Linked DNA regions of Pan troglodytes: region 1 is linked to region 2. Evidence: chromatin contacts called from public HiChIP or PLAC-seq data. All regions are on one chromosome and are shown on one strand. The core of a region is the stretch at or near the end of the contact, and the rest is flanking DNA. Distances in the headings are between cores, read along the strand shown.

Region 1 (3,865 bases), core at 261-2,760, 180 kb after region 2:
ATCTTGATAGCATGCTAATGTTCATTTTTTATCAGGTAAAGCAAGAAGGGAAGGAAGTTGAACCTTAAATTTGTTTAGTGACTTTATCATGGTTACAGAACCACTACTTTTTTGGTATAGGGAGCCAAGGATCCAAATGGAGACTGCTACTATTTTGCGCAGCATTTCCCCACCTTGTATCTCATGGCCAAACTTTTCAACGCCCCAGATGCAATTTCAGCAGTTAAACGCATGATTTTTCCCCATGAATGTGTGTTCGTGTGTGTGTGTATTTTTAAGTATCCCTTCCCTCACTTTTTGGCACTGGTGCTGCTTTCTGCCTCCAATCTCTCCTCTCTCTATTTCAGCCTCCACATTACAGCCAGAATCTGCTCTCTAAAATGCAATTGTGATCATGTTACTTCCCTATTTAAAAACCCTTCAATGGTTCACTAATGTCTTGCAGATTAAATTCAAACTCCTTGGTGTGCTAAACAAAGCACTCAAATATCTGGCCCCTTCTACGCGCTTATCGCTCATCATACCCTCTCTTGCATTCACTTAGCTGGTGGTATCAAACTTCACACAGTTCCCTACACAAGAGCCTGTTTATTGATCCTTCAGCCTGGAATTACTTCCCTTACCCGACTCAAGACTCTAGCGCCACCTTTGCTATGAAGTCTCTCTTGACCATACTCACAGATAGAACTGATTGTTCCTTTGTGTGTATGCCCACACCCTTACAGGCCTGGATCTTAAGTCTGTTATCACTGCGTTGCGCTTATTTACAAGTATCCGCTGTCCCACCCACGCTCCACTTAGGCCTCTTTATACCCCTAGGTACTCACACAGAGCTTGGCACAAGTGATGCTTTATAAATGGTCAATGAATGAACGTAGTGGAAACACAGAAGAAGAGGGAGAAGAACTGGGGAAGAAAGAAGCTCTGTGGAGAGAATACTAATTGTTTTGCACATGAAAATAATGAGTTGTGAGGGAGGCCAAAAAGGTCAAAGGGAAGAGCCCTGCCTTACAGGAACTCACTGTCTGCTGGGAGGCAAGAGGTAAGGTCCGCATACCAAACACACGAAGCAATGAGCTTATCTGGGTGAAAATGGCTCGTGCACATTATAGTATCACAGAAACTTAGAGGCTGGGGGAGGATGGAGAGGAAACTGGCCTAGTCAAGTGTCTTCTAAGTGCTAGGCGGCTTTCGAGCGTTAAACAGTTTAATCTTTACAACCACCCCATGATGAGGATAGTAGCTCCATTTTAGGGACGAAGAAACATGCTCAGAGAATTTAGGTTGCCCAATGTCACAAACTACCATGTGGAAGGACCATAATTAGAATTTAGGTCAACTGCCTCCAGAGCCCTGAGGCTTTCGCTCCCCCTCTCTCGGCGGTCGAGACCCACAGGGCTCCCATTCACCTGCGCGTCGGCCTGCGCTGGCTATAGCCCTCAAGCGCGCCGCGTTCCGCGCACTCACACCATCCTCTGCGCGCCAGCCCTGCGTCCCTCCCACGCGAACTGCGCCGGCGCGTCCAGCCCTCCCGCCCGGGGGAGGGGCGGGGTTGCGTCGCTGCCGCTGACCCTTGAGCGCGCGGCGGCAGAGGCGGTGTCCAGTCTTCCGGGCGGGTAGTCCTTCAGCTCCGGAGCCGCGACTGCGCTCGCCTAGGTGGTGGGCGGGGAGGGAAGGAAGGGAGCGGGCGCAAGGCGGCGGCGGGGGCGGCTGCGGGTGAGGAACTTGTTGCGCCCGCGGCTGCGCGGTGCCCCTCCCTCCGCTCCAGTTCGTCGGGGCGGGCGCGGCGGCGGCGGAGAAGGAGGAGCGCGGCCGGGGCGATGCGGCGCTACCTGCGCGTCGTGGTGCTGTGTGTGGCCTGCGGCTTCTGCTCGCTCCTTTACGCTTTCAGCCAGCTCGCCGTGTCCCTGGAAGAAGGAGCGGGCGGCGGTGGCGGGAAGCCGCAGGCCGCAGTGGCTTCCTGGCTCGCGGGCGGCGGACGCGGCGCCGTGAGAGGCGCCGGCGTCGCGGGCCCCGCAGCGCATCCCGGCGTGTCGGACAGGTACGGGCAGTTCCCGGTGTGGGGGACGCGGCGGGCGCGGGGCGCTGGGCGCGGGCTCGGCCTAGCCCGGGCTGCTCGCCGGTGGGTGCCGCGTCTCCCGCGTCTTTCCTCCTGTCTCTGACCCCTCACTCATTTCCCTCCTTCTCCTCCGGCCGGGGCTAAACCCGCGCTGCTCCCGCCTGAGAGTGTCCTACACTTTCTGTGTTTATCTTTTGACCCAGTCATGCGCCCTTTAAAGCAGTTAGAAATTAATTTTCAACTTTTTAAAAAGAGGGTTCTTTGAAAATAAGAGGTGTCCACAAAAGCCTTACTGTTGCCTGGCTAGTGAGAATTTCCTCTTGTTTCAGTGGAGTTCAAGTTGAGATATTTAAACATGAGGCTGGCGCCCTAGTTCAGTGTTTAAGGATTGTGTGTGTGTGTGTGAGTGTATATGTGTGTGTATTTTGTCCATCATGCTGATTTTCCTGTGTTAACGCTTACACTTCTGAGTATTAGCCATGGTTAGTTAAATTTGGAAATGGCATTTGTGCGGGTTGTGAAATTTTCTTTTGGAAACACTCAGTTTATTAAGAAACTTAGAGCAAATTAAGAAAAATGAGCGATACTTGGCGTGCTCAAGTCTGTTGTTGGATGGGATGGAGTTACCTTTGTTGACAAATTGGTATTTAAAAAGCGACGTAATGACTTAGGACGTAATCACTGCCAGAGTGGGAATCAACATGAGATTTAAATAGAAAAAAAAGGTTTCTGTCAACGCATTATGAATGCTTGAAATCTGAGCGTTTGCACTGCCTTGCAACATGGACACTTCCACCTTATGTATGGGCATCTCTCTGGGAACGACCTGAAGTGCTCCCTACCAAGACTTGGCAAATGCTGCTTTGATATAGAGAAGTATAGGGTTTGTCGGAAGAGGGAGTATAGATCAGTTGTGGGCTGTTGTTTAACATCATTTTGAGAGTTGATGGTCATTCCCAGAATGAAAGGGGAGTTTGGGCAGAGGAGCAGCGTGGAAAGCGGACTTGTCATGTTTTTACCCTGAGATTTGATTACAGTCAGGGTAATTCCTACATCAGGACCCTCAGTTGTCTGTCCTGGGAGAAAGCAGTCACTGAAGACTTGAATGAGCTCGTGAAAAATGACAGGTTGAAGCTAAACTGTTTATGGCCTAGTATGTTATTGTGAAGCATTTGCAATTATGGAAAAGGAATTATTTTTATATGGGGTAGAATTGTAAGGAAGCAACATTTTAATTAAATATTGAATGAAATTAGACTGATGTTAACATTACATTTTTAGTGCCTTGGTCTTAGATATTTTATTTTGTGACAGAAATTTACAAATTTTGTTCGCTTGACCAGCTAATTTTAATAAAATTATTTGAAATTTTCGAAAATAGCCTCAGTTTTAATAAACATCCAATATAATCATTACTGAAATGTTAAGTTTTATGTGTCAGGATTAAGTCAACCGAAATACTGTACTTTTTTAGGTCCTTTGAGTAGCATTACTCTTTATTTTAAATGAGGCGTACATCTAAGTTAGAACTATAGGTGTATTTATCTCTCTTTGTAAAAAATGTGATGAAGAACAGCATGTCACCACATTTGCGCGCATAAGAAACCATTTGGGCAGGGGAACAACGTGGAAAAGTTGGATTGTGAAGTTTTACTCTATGGTTAGATTAAGATCACGCAAATTACTAAGACCTCAGGACTCTATTTTATATATCGTCATTTATAACATCTTTATAGAAATCTCATAGAATTAAATCAACTTTTGGCAACGCTCGGTAGCTCACGCCTGTAATCCCAGAATTTGGGG
Region 2 (3,997 bases), core at 1,091-3,590:
GATGGAAGTTAAGGCCTTAACCGGTCAGCCTCCTTCCAGTGTTTTACCCTCCATTTTACCCTAAAAAAGGATAATCAACTGTTAACGCATATTCATAATGTGAAGTTTCCAGGATCAAGAATCCAAGAGGTTTTTTATTAATCATAATAAATCCAAACTTCTATCTTCCATATGCCTCCTTCTATTATATCTAACCTTCTATTCTCTCCAAAAGCATATAATTATGCCTGTTTCCTTACTGTGCCACAAACAGACTAACACATACTACCACGGAGCTGTTTATTTTCCAAACGGGATATCTTTTTCCATTCTCTCATTCAACATCCAACGGTCCATCAAGGCCCAACTCAAAATCTATTATTCTCCACAAAGCCCATTATATAAACCCTACAAGACTTAAAACAGATTCCAAACTAGTGACTGATAGGCCATATGAGACTTGTGTTTGACCCACTTTTTTTTTTTAATAAAATTCTATTCCACTGACAACATTTAAAAACTGGGAGAGGATGCTTTTTTAAAAATGGTATTTCCAACTTTTTTTGAAAAAATTAGATGTTCTGGCAAAACTGGGATCATATTCTCACATAGCCACAATCAGCTGTAGCTGAGTGGCAGGTGACCCCTTCTACGGGTGAAGTATTCATTAACGTTAACTGCCTGATCTCTGAGACCATACCTTCAGCACCTGCAATCATTCAAGAAATAACTGACTGTCTTATGTGCCAAGAACTGTATTAGCTACTGGAGTTACAAAGATAAACGAGACAAACACAGTCCCTCACCGACAGTCTCGCTTAGTAGGGATGGCAAAGAAGCAATTAAGATACGTGTGATAAATGCCGTGAGGGAAGTGCAGGGCAGCTAAGAGTACATAGCAAAAATACCTAACTCTATGGAAGTTAGGGTATACCCCTCAAGTAAAGTGACAGCTAAACTCAGATCTTTAATAGAAGTTATCCAGAAAAAGATAGGAGGAAACAGGGAGCTCAAATGTCCCAGAGAGAGAAAAGAGCCTTTGTGAAGATACTGAGGGAAGAAAGTATTCTGAGGAATTGAAATCCGTTCAACACGGCTACAGCCATGCCCAAACTTTAAATGCAGGGTCAGAGAAAGGGCTCAACTGAAATGGCTGGCAGGAAAATCTACGTGTTATCAATAGTTAAGGTTAGGAGATGAAGGAGAATTTCACTAAAGAAGTTGAATATGTAAAATAGTTTAAGCAGGAAATAGAGGTTTCAGAAAGCACAGATGGGGTGTTGAGGGGTTAAATGGGGAAGAAACGAAGAAGCAGTGATAGCCTAAGTCGAAAGAAAGCACAAAGCAGCACGGAAATGAGACTATAGCACAGAAGACCACAGAAGCTTACATCTTGGGCGGTAACCAAGGATAACAGAGATGTAAAGCATGGTAAGTTTGGCTGGCCACAAGTATGCCTAGAGAATTAGTGCCAGCGGTCTCCTGTCGGCCACGGAGGCATTCAGGCCTCTCAAAATTCAGCTGCGCCCTGGATGGATTGTACTTCCGTCTCTATAGAAGACATCGGCTTCACTCTGGATTGATTGTGCAGGCTCCAGGAGAGGCTGTGGGTTCCAGGCTGCTGGAACGCAGGCTCCCAGGGAGTGGTTAGAGGCCTGGTCTGTATGTGCTGGTAGGTAGAAGTATAAATTACCTTGCATTACGTTCTGATTTTTCTGTAGGAATGGTGGGCATGTTATGGCCTCTTAGAGAAAAAGCAGTGCGTAGCCATTATAGATTTACAGGAAGAGAAAAGGTGCCAAGAAGTTCAACATTTGTCCATACCCATACTAAAGATGAGTCATTCTGTGAATCCAACTCTCCCCAAGTTGACCTCGTCTCCCCAAATAGACTGAGATCTTCACCAGAAAACAAAACAAAACAAAACATAAAAGGTCTGTTTATTTTGTAGTTCCCAAAGTGCCTTAATAGCTGGGTACCGCGAACACCTTCAGTAAAATTACCGACTTCCTGACTCCTCTCGGGTCACTGAAGTTACCTAGCTCAGTCGTCTTCTTGCATATTAAGGCGCTACAGAGACGCGAACCCCTATCTTAGACTCAATACTTCCCTTTATTCCAAACTCCACTGCGTCTCTCCACCCTCAACCGCATGGGCAGAATTGTCGCACAATTCAAAGGCAGGAGAATCCAGGACCCGACACAGAAAACTCCCGCCCACTCCCCCTCGTTTAGCAGCCCGCACACGCTCTGCATCCATCTCTGGGAAAGGTAAAAAGCGCTCACCGACTCTGGCCCTCCGGGAGACCCCGTAAATGCAGCCGTCCGCTCGCCGCCGTTATCCCAGGTAAGTACTTCCGGCGCGCGCAATGACGTTAGCGAAGCGCTCGCCTCTGGGCCCGCCTTCGGGGCCCGGATCTCAAACAGCCGGGAAGAAGCACCGTGGCTGCTGCTATCTGCTCTCCGCGCCTGACTCCTCCCAGGACTCGTGATGCCAAGGCCGCTGCGAGCGGCTACGAAGAGTCGGGGTTGAGCCCCAGCTGAGCCGAGGGCTCGCACTCTTCTGGTCTCCCAGGCCCAACCCACCTGAAGGTAAACGCCTCCTCAGCTGCGGCCTTCTCTCCTGCGGGGCTCCCTCCCCAGACTCGGCTGCCAAAACGCTCTGCCCCTCTCTCCCGCCACCCTTTTTATTCCAGGACGTTAACCTCTGCCTGCCTTCGCGGCTCTCAGCAGAACGTGTAACGCATAGTTTCAAATGAGAAACTTAAAAAGCGACGTATCTATGTTGAGTTCCTGAAGTTTTCTAAATAATTCCCCCATAACACCAAACGTGAGGCAGTTTTCTCATTCCTTCACGAATTGGCATGCCATAGAGTCAGTATTTTTCCATTTGTGATGGTTGATCTTCCCATCTCAAATACACACCGCACGCTCTTTTTAAATCAGAAATTTGAATTTGGTTGAGCCTGATATTTTCACGGTAATTTGCTGACTTTGTAAGATAAAATGTGAAAATTACTGATTACATTTGTAAACTTTATATACATATACACACATACCTACAGGTCTGTCTCTTCGAGGCACCAAGCCTATTTATATAATGTATCATTTCATAATTTGGCAATAAGCAAAATTAGCGTTTCGAAAGAAGTTTATATTGTCGATACATAAAGCTTAAATTTACTCCTTAACATCATACTAAAAGGGGAAAAGAAAATTTTCCTCTTAACACACCACTCCAGAGAAAAAAAATATTAAGACAAGCAAAAAAGGTACCCAGCCATAGTACAGGCATGCACAGCATAACAACTTTTTGATTAACAACAAACCACATATACCACAGTGGTCTCCTAAGAGTGTAATACATTGTACCATATTTTTAGTGTACGTTTTCTGTGTTTAGCTATGTAAATATTTACCATTGTGTTTCAACTGTCTACATTATTCACTACATTAACATGCTATACAGGTTGTAGCCTAGGAGCAATAGGCTAGACCATCTAGGTTTGTCTCAGTACACCCTGTGATGTCTGCACTGTGAAATCACGTAACACTCAGAACATACCTCCTTCATTAAGCATAGCATGACTGTGTATTAGCAAAAATCAGTGGCTAAGGTTCTGTCTGAGTCCCCATGCTCTTTCTGACCTGGGTAAGCAAGGTGCAGGTATTGTACATATACAGTACATATTCATTAGAGCATTTTTTTTGCTCATAGTCTGAGTGGAAGTTAGGAGTAGCCTCAGGGTTTTTCCTTCATCTATTTAAAACCCGTCTCCCTACCCATACAATCTGGCACTGAAAGTGTTGGTATAAAGAATACTTGAAAGAAGAAGAACCAAAAAAGAATTTTTTTTAAGTGGTGACTGGGAAAAAGGAATTCCTTAATTCAGCCTGCTGGAGTCATTGTTCCTAACTTCCTAAAATGTAAGGAAGGTGTACACATCTGGCATAATTAAATCGGTGATTGTTAATACTTTATTGGTTTTTGTTTTTTGTTTTTTTCCAAATAATACCCA

What was found. HiChIP or PLAC-seq counts read pairs in DNA pulled down with a chosen protein or histone mark.
Region 1: a contact with region 2 is called in an H3K4me3 HiChIP or PLAC-seq map of stem cell-derived excitatory neurons, with 6 times the contacts expected there. The contact joins the promoter of GXYLT1 here to the promoter of ZCRB1 in region 2. A contact is called at or near these places in 2 of 7 Hi-C or Micro-C datasets (blood and stem cell-derived neural progenitor cells) and 1 of 1 datasets of contacts at active chromatin or transcription factors (stem cell-derived excitatory neurons).

What each region holds. Positions count from the first base shown.
Region 1 is chr10:53,699,819-53,703,683 of NHGRI_mPanTro3-v2.0_pri, forward strand. GXYLT1 (glucoside xylosyltransferase 1) reads left to right here and starts at 1,511. Exons shown (of 8, transcript XM_001167787.7): 1 at 1,511-2,041. The coding sequence starts at 1,821.
Region 2 is chr10:53,520,607-53,524,603 of NHGRI_mPanTro3-v2.0_pri, forward strand. It overlaps ZCRB1 (zinc finger CCHC-type and RNA binding motif containing 1), which reads left to right and starts at 2,341. Exons shown (of 8, transcript XM_001167603.5): 1 at 2,341-2,570. It overlaps PPHLN1 (periphilin 1), which reads right to left and starts at 2,452. Exons shown (of 12, transcript XM_063785757.1): 1 at 2,265-2,452.